Linked DNA regions of Sus scrofa: region 1 is linked to region 2. Evidence: chromatin contacts called from public Hi-C data. All regions are on one chromosome and are shown on one strand. The core of a region is the stretch at or near the end of the contact, and the rest is flanking DNA. Distances in the headings are between cores, read along the strand shown. Region 1 has its middle 9.9 kb from the start of C2. Region 2 holds the start of C4A (complement C4A (Rodgers blood group)).

What was found. Hi-C and Micro-C count contacts between places; a contact is called where the count stands out from the background.
Region 1: a Hi-C map of liver shows a contact between it and region 2, with 2.2 times the contacts expected there. The contact joins the enhancer-like site here to the promoter of C4A in region 2. A contact is called at or near these places in 1 of 5 promoter capture datasets (liver), 3 of 47 Hi-C or Micro-C datasets (all in liver) and 2 of 2 datasets of contacts at active chromatin or transcription factors (alveolar macrophages and skeletal muscle).

Annotation. Positions count from the first base shown.
Region 1 is chr7:24,008,683-24,012,691 of Sscrofa11.1, reverse strand. No RefSeq gene overlaps it. Among named protein-coding and RNA genes, the nearest start is that of C2, 9.9 kb to the left of the region's middle. Within about 2 kb of position 2,156, at least 13 of the 83 cell types and tissues checked have an H3K27ac peak or open chromatin away from gene starts, as enhancers often do. A contact at or near this core is called in liver, where this site is marked.
Region 2 is chr7:24,066,577-24,070,344 of Sscrofa11.1, reverse strand. C4A (complement C4A (Rodgers blood group)) reads right to left here and starts at 2,326. Exons shown (of 41, transcript NM_001123089.2): 1 at 2,211-2,326; 2 at 1,861-2,059; 3 at 1,481-1,682; 4 at 1,202-1,272; 5 at 1,029-1,117; 6 at 776-858; 7 at 250-346; 8 at 1-75. The coding sequence starts at 2,275. STK19 (serine/threonine kinase 19) reads right to left here. Exons shown (of 7, transcript NM_001128450.1): 6 at 3,611-3,758; 7 at 2,947-3,392. The coding sequence ends at 3,347.

The DNA of each region.
Region 1 (4,009 bases), core at 907-3,406, 57 kb after region 2:
GTAGGCTGGCAGCTGTAGCTCCGATTTGACCCTTAGCCTGGGAAGCTCCATATGACACAAGGCGGCCCTAAAAAGATTTTTTTAAAAAATCATCTTTGGTTTCTATTCCTTCCATTTCTTTTTATTTTATTTTATTTTTGTCTTTTTTTTTTTTTTTAACCATTTCCCTCGGCATATGGAGGTTCCCAGCCTAGGGGTCCAATCAGAGCTGTAGCCACCGGCCTACGCCAGAGCCACAGCAACGTGGGATCCGAGCCACGTCTGTGGCCTACACCACAGCTCACGGCAACGCTGGATCCTTAACCCACTGAGCAAGGCCAGGGATTGAACCCGAAACCTCATCGTTCCTAATCGGATTCGTAAACCGCTGAGCCACGAGGGGAACTGCTCCATTTCTCTTTAAATAAAAATATTTACTTTGAGGAGTTCCCATCGTGGCGCAGGGTTAACGAATCTGACTAAGAACCATGAGGTTGCGGGTTCGGTCCCTGGCCTTGCTCAATGGGTTAAAGGATCTGGCATTGCCGTGAGCTGTGGTGTAGGTTGCAGATGCAGCTTGGATCCCACGTTGCTGTGGCTCTGGTGTAGGCTGGTGGCTACAGCTCCGATTAGACCCCTAGTCTGGGAACCTCCATATGCCGCAGGAGCGGCCCAAGAAATGTCAAAAAGACAAAAAAAAAAAAAAATTTAACTTTGAGTCAGACCCCACCTCCTTCCTCTAACACAGGCTACTGTTAGCGCACACTGTACACAACCACCCCCATCCCACCCTGCACTGACCTGCTTACTTTGAACCAATTGCCCAACTGTGACCTTGAGGAACCTTTGCATAAATCATCCTTAGGGCCTCAGAAAAGGGTTATGCCCAGCCCCTGCCCCTCTCCCATTCCTAGACTCCTCCAGAGGCCAGAGACCACCCTGTAGGTCCAGACTCTGGGTCGGAACTCTGAACCTCCTCTTTTTACCCATCCATTGCACAACCAATGCCTGAGAATTCAGCAACGGTGGAGTGGGCACCTCCCAAGAAACAAAAGGCCTGTCCCTGACCTCCTATAAAGGGCCACAACTCCTTCAGATGGCAATTCAGCCTCTGAGAACAGCCAGGCCTGGGCTGGGGCAGTGTGTCTGTCTGCCGTCACTACTACCCCGACCTCACCCCTGTCCATCCCATCCCTCTGGGTCTCCCAGTCCTGGGGGGGCTGGGGGGCATGTAATCTCCCCTCCCTCACTTCCTGCTACCTATGGGGAGGCTGGCCTGCGTAGCCCAGGTGAGAGGGTGGTGATCATGGCCCAGGTACTCGGGGGTCAGCTGGAAAAGGGCAGAGGGAGGGATGGCCTCTGGCTGTAAACTCCCTGGCTCCTCCCTCACCATCCCCACCCTCCTTGACTTAGCTTTGGGGCAAGGAGAGACCCAGCTGCAGTTTCTCTGCCATTTCATTCAAAAGGCCTCTCTAGGTGTTCCTGTCATGGCTCAGCGGTCAGCAACTCTGACTAGCATCCATGAGGACACAGGTTTAATCTCTGGCCTCACTCAGTGGGTTAAGGCTCTGAGGTTGCTGAGAGCTGTGGTGTAGGTCACAGATGTGGCTCGGATCCTGCGTTGCTGTGGCTATGGTGTAGGCTGGCAGCCACAGCTCCGGTTCAACCCCTAACCTGGGAACCTCCATATGCCGCAGGTGCGGCCCTAAAAAAAGCCTCTCTGGGAGTTTCCTGGTGGCCTAGTGGTTAAGGATCCAGATTGTCACTGCTGTGGCCTGGGTTCAATCCCTGGCCTGGGAACTTCTGCATGTCTGGGCAAGGCCAAAAAAAAGCCTCCCTAATGTTTTCCTCTGCATTCTGGGGAGCAGAGATGGTGGGGTGGGGAGATGTAGGGAATGAGGGGGATTGTCTATCTTCTTCCCTCTTCTGGTTACTCAGTCCCTCCCACCAACACAGGGCCCTGGGGTTCAAAGATAGAGGCCTCCCTTCCCCACCCCCAATGCTGCCAAGGACTTCACAGTGTAGACAGGATGGATGTTCGTGCCGTGCATTCCTGCCTCAACCCCAGCCCCAGGGTGGTGGAAGGAATTCAGTCTTTGACTGAAGATAGCCTGGAACCTCGGGTTCAACCTGACAAATTTATTAGCCGTTTCATAGCATTACTCACCCTATTCTGTTCAATAACATTACTCATCCGATTTCATCACCCGTCACACATGGAGCCAACAGCACAACACGCTCCAGTTAAGGGTACCCCTAAGAATTAAGTTGGGACTAATAAAATGAGACGATCCTCTCCCCCGCAGGGGTGGAAGGGGGAATGTACAAAGACGTCCATTGCAACATTCACCGTGACCAAGAGCAAAGGTTTGGGAATAACCCGTGTCCATCAGCAGAGGACTGACCCCTGATCCATTGCGGTTTGGACAGTGGAAACTGTGCAGCCTCTGAAAGCTTACAGCTCATCTGTATGTACAAAGTGGAGAGTCTTGAGACGGTATACATAATACAACATATCCTTTTTTTTTTTTTTTGCCACCTGTGGCATATGGAGATCCCAGGCCCGGGATCAGATCCAAGCCACAGGGCAACCCACACCGCAGCTGCGGCAATGTGGGCTCCTTAACCCACTGTACCCAGTCAGGGATCGAGCCTGCATCCTGGTGCTCCAGAGATGCCACCAATCCCGTTGTGCCGCAGCAGGACCTTCTATACTTTTTAACTAAGGAGACTCTCAAAACCCTGTGCACGGGATGCTACCATTTATGCAAAGGAGGTGGATGGGGAGGAAGTAACCACATGTACCCTCCGCCTGTGTGAAGTTTCTTTGGAAGGACAGGAAAGCGGATGGGAGAGCTGCCTCTGCATAGAACTGGGGGCTGAAAAGTGGGGTGTGGGGCAAGGAGAGAGATTTACTTTTCATCAAATCCCCTTTATTGCTCTTGGAGTTTTTGTTGGGTATGAACGGTTCCTGTTCAGATAGATGGAGGGCAACACGAGGAGCTGAGGAGAAAGCTCTGGAAGCAGGCAGGAGGTCTCTGAGGGAGTTGGCACCTCCTTTGTGTCTTCAGTCTGGGTCTCTGGTAGGAGTCCTATAAAAGCCGTTTCCAGGAAAAAGGCGCTTGGACAGCTGCCTGCATGTAACCATTGCACCGAAAGAACTGCCCCTGCTGGGCTACTAACAAGGGATTCTGATGCAGGCTCTGCACACAGATCAAGTTTTATCCTGTAAAACTTCGAACAACTGCAAAAGTAGAGCAAATAGTATAACGAAGCTCTGTGTGCCTATCCCTCAGCTTCAACCATCACGAATACACAGACAGTCCTGGCTCGTTTCTTACACCCACCCACTCCTTCCAGGATGATTTTTAAACAAATCCAAGACATCATATTACATTTTACCTGTAAATATACATCAGTACCTACCTCTGTAAGATAACGGAAAACACAACCATAATACAATTCTAACACTTTTTAAAATAATCACCATAACTTTTTTTTTTTTTTTGCTTTTTAGGGCCATACTATGTCTTATGGAAGTTTCCAGGCTAGGGGTTGAATCGGAGCTGCAGCTGCTGGTCTCTGCCACAGCCACAGCAACGCGGGATCCAAGCTGCACCTGCAACCTACACCACAGCTCATCGCCATGCCAGATCCCTGACCCACTGAGCAAGGCCAGGGATCGAACTCACATCTTCATGATTCATTTTCACTGTGCCACAATGGGAACTCCTGTGATGTTTTTTTTCTTTTTCTTTTTTCTTTTTTTTTTTTGACTGAAATATAGTTGACATATAATATTACATTAGTTTCAGGTATACCACATACAAATAAAGATTTGACATTTGTACACATTATGAAATAATTGCCACCGTAAGTCTAGTAACCATCTGTCCCCATACAAAGTTATCACGATATTATTGACCGTATCCCTTATGCTATATAGTACATCCTAGTGGTGATAGCGTTTTAAAAGTCTTTTGATGTTGGGTATGTAAACAGCAGTATTTATAAATGAGCTGATAGATGT
Region 2 (3,768 bases), core at 1,077-3,576:
ATCTTTTTATCATCCTCATCCAGGAGCCCAAAGCGTACATATGCCACCCCCTGCACTGGCTTCCCGTAGACGTACCTGCCACCACGGAGAGAGGGGTGGAGGCTGAGGGCTGGAGGGAATAACGGAGTGGGCTGGGAGGGAGGAGGGCTGGGGCGGGGGAGGGAGTGGGGTTCCAGGGCACGTACATCTGGGGAACATGAATGGGGAGCCCTGGGAGCAAGGCCTTGCTGGGGGGCCAGGGGGTGTTACCTGGCTTGGATGACCATTTGGATTTCATTAAGAAAGCCAGGCGCTGTCAGGATGTAGGGCTGTTCGGGAGTGATCGTCACCTCAAAGTTGGGAAGGACTGACCAAGGGCAAAGTGAGGGCAGATCAGACTCTTGTGAAAAGACCCTCTTTTTTTTTTCTTTCTTTTTTTTTTTTTTTAATTTTAGGGCCACACCCACAGCATAAGGAGCTTCCCAGGCTAGGGGTCAAATCAGAGCTGCAGCTGCCAGCCTATGCCACAGCCACAGCAACGCCAGATCCAAGCCTCATCTGGGACCTACACCCTAGCTCACAGCAACACCAGATCCTTTAACTCACTGAGCGAGGCCAGGGATCCAACCACATCGTCATGGATACTAGGCAGGTTCATTACCACTGACCACAACGGGAACTCCCTGAAAAGACCCTTTAGGGACTCCTCCCCCCTCTTGGCTGGGGCAGCCCCATCCCCTGACCCTGCCCTGTCCCCACCCTCACCCCTTATTCCCTGCAGGAAAGGGGCTCTTACCATATTTCTTCACCTCGAACTGGGTGCTGCTGTTGGAATCCAGGCCATCTGAGAATCGGGCTGAGATCTTCCAAGTTCCTGGCCTGAGCACAGACAAGGCGGGCGGACTCAGCCCATGTGTGCGAGAGGCCAGCTGAGGGCCAGGGACCCCGCCCCCCCAGGAAGAGGGGAACCAGAGGCCCAGGGGGCTCCGGATGTGACTGGGTGGACGTGGGAGTTGGGGAGGTGGGAGGGAGCAGGTGGGGGTGCTCACTCGGCGATGTCTGGGATCACTAAGTCATCCTGGAAGATGGACGAGGGGACATACACCTCCTTCTTCCGCACGAGGAGGCCATGAGAGTTCTGCGATGGGAATGGAAGCGGTCAGGGTCGGGGATCCGATCGGCAGCCCTGGCCGATCCGGAAGGTCAGAGGTCAGGGACTCACCTCCACCATGACCGTGAGGGTTTCTTCCGTCGGGCGCATCTTCTGATCCAGAGCAAAGACCCGGTACCGAACTGGAAATGGAGGGTGAGGACGTGAGCCAGAGGCCAAGTGCCAGGAGAGGGTGGGCCCTGGCCCTGGGGCCCCTTCCAGGGAGCGTCGGGGAGGAGAATAAATATTTGGGAAGCAGCCTTCCTGTGGGGTACTTTCCAGGGCTGTGGGTGCCATCACTCAAGGGGCTGGGAAGGGCTGCGAAGTGGGGGCCCCGGGGCTGAAACGCACCCCGCTGGCCCGGGTTATAAACGGGCTGGTCAGTCTGCAGAAAGATGTGCCCCCGGCGAGAGGAGAAGAACAGGTTGACTCCCTGAATGTTGGTCTTTTTGGACAGATAGTCCTTGAGCCATGATGACTGGGCCACCAGTTGCACGTCGGGGGCTCTGCGGAGAAGATGGAGCCCACACTCCTTGGCGCCTGCCACGGAGATCTGCCCAGAGAGGGAGCGAGAGTGGGTCAGAGACAGAGCAGAAGGAAAAAGAGACCCTGAGACAGAACCGGGGGAGACCCTGGGCTGGGAGGAGGGGAGGGGCGTTGGGAAGGAACAAGAGCACAGAGGACAGTGTGGCAGGCGGCAGGTGGTGGCGGCAGGGAGCGGCGGCCGTTACCTGGAGGCTGAGGAGTACAAAGTCTCTTTCTGAGCTGAGGCTGAACTCCACTTTTGGGGAGCAACGGTCACGAGTGCTGGATGGGTTTCTCAGGAACACCGATCCTGTCACCACCTGTCCTGGAGGAGCATCCTGGAGCTGCACCCCCACTGACAGGGGGACCCCCAGGTGAACCACAGAAGGAGAGAACAGGAGCAACCTGGGAAGAACAGGCGGGAGTCAGCAGCCACCCCACCTCAGGCCCCTCCACCCCTCACCCCCGAATCGGGTCCCCCTGCCCCACCCCACGCCTGCTGTCCCCTCGCCAGCCCTGGCCTTGCTTGGGGTCTCTAGCATCCTGCTTCCAGGACCTGGGCTTCTGCAGAGACAGGGCAAAGAAGCTGGATGCCCAGATCAGCACCCAGAGGAGCCTCATGGCTGGAGGACTCAGGAGGGATCAGACCTGTCTGTCCGCCTGCTCCTTTCTGGTCACCCTGGGGCTGGGAGCGGGGTTGACTCTGGACCTTGCTCCTCCCCTGGCCCAGCCAAGCTGGGAAACCACGTGACAGCCAAGAACAGCAACTGGCCCCAGGCCCAGGATTGGGGGGTGCGCCCCGGACACCTGGGTCTCTGAGGAAATCACGGCCCAGAGAGAGGTCCAGCCCTTCCCTGTTAACCCCTCTTATCCCAGTGCCCTGGGCACCTCCCCTACAGGATGTAGCCGGGTGTGTGTCTGCACCTACATGCTCTCAGGTGTAGCTTGTACACGAGGATACAGGTGCAGGAGGGCCCCACGTGGCTCAGCAAGCGGCTGGAGACACGTGGTTCCTTTGTTGGACCCACAAAACAAGGTACTAAGACACTTGTCTCTCACTATAACCCCCACAAGAACTGACCTCCACTAGGTTTTGGTGTGCTGGAGGCTCACTCAGAAATTCTGTGGTTTAGATCAGCATATCCTCACCACCCCACGGGGCGGGCGAGGGGGACTGACCTTGATGTCCCCTTTTTCTCTCTGAACAATGAGGCAAAGCTCAGGCCCAAGTTTGGCTGTACCGCTACCCCGAAATGAGGTGCCCGAACACACACGACACATTAAACAAGACATGCAGAAAATGTCACAGGCAGAAATACTTTATTTGGCAGTTTCAACCCAACATGTCGGGAGAAGAACCCTCCTTCGGCAGCCTCTCCAGATACCCCTGCTTCCCATCCCAAGACAGGGCAGCGGCAGCAGCTTGCTGCGTGGAAGGCAGCAGCCATGGCCTGGGCAGTTTCTGGTTCCACTTTCAGCAAAGGGCAGAGAGGCACTGCCCAAACCCCACCACTGGGTCGGAGCCCAGGTAAACAGCAGCGGGCACATCTGACCCTTTGCACAGACACAAGCCCAACACTCATCGTGGCTCCCAAACCCTCCCAAGGTGACCCTATGTCAGCCAGGGTGGGACGGCGCGCCTGGGCCCCTCGCTCCCCATGCTGGGGACATGTCCAACGATGAGCAGAATCCTCACGTCTCCGGCAGGCGGAGGAGGGTACCAGAAGTGGTGGAGACACTGGGCAAGAGAAAGACAAGGCTGGAGCGAGACACCTAGGCCCAAGGTCTAGGAAGAACTCAGAACGTGGCCAGGGATACTCCCGGGTTCCAGAAAACCAGAGAGGAGCTGGGCTTCGCTAGCGAATGAAGCACGAGTGGGGACGAAATCTCACCTTGGGTCATTGCTCTGTCCCCTGCCAGAGGCGAGGGGAAGGGGGGGGAGGGGGCAAGACTCACCAGTCCACCAACTGGGCCCCAATGAGGTCGTGCACGTGATAGGCCAGGCCCAGACGCACCGTGGCAGGTGCCCGCCGGCCCAGGAGTTCCGAGAGGAGGAGCTCCCGGTACTTGGCTTTCCTGACCATGCCCAGGACGGCCTGGCGCCCTGGAGGAGG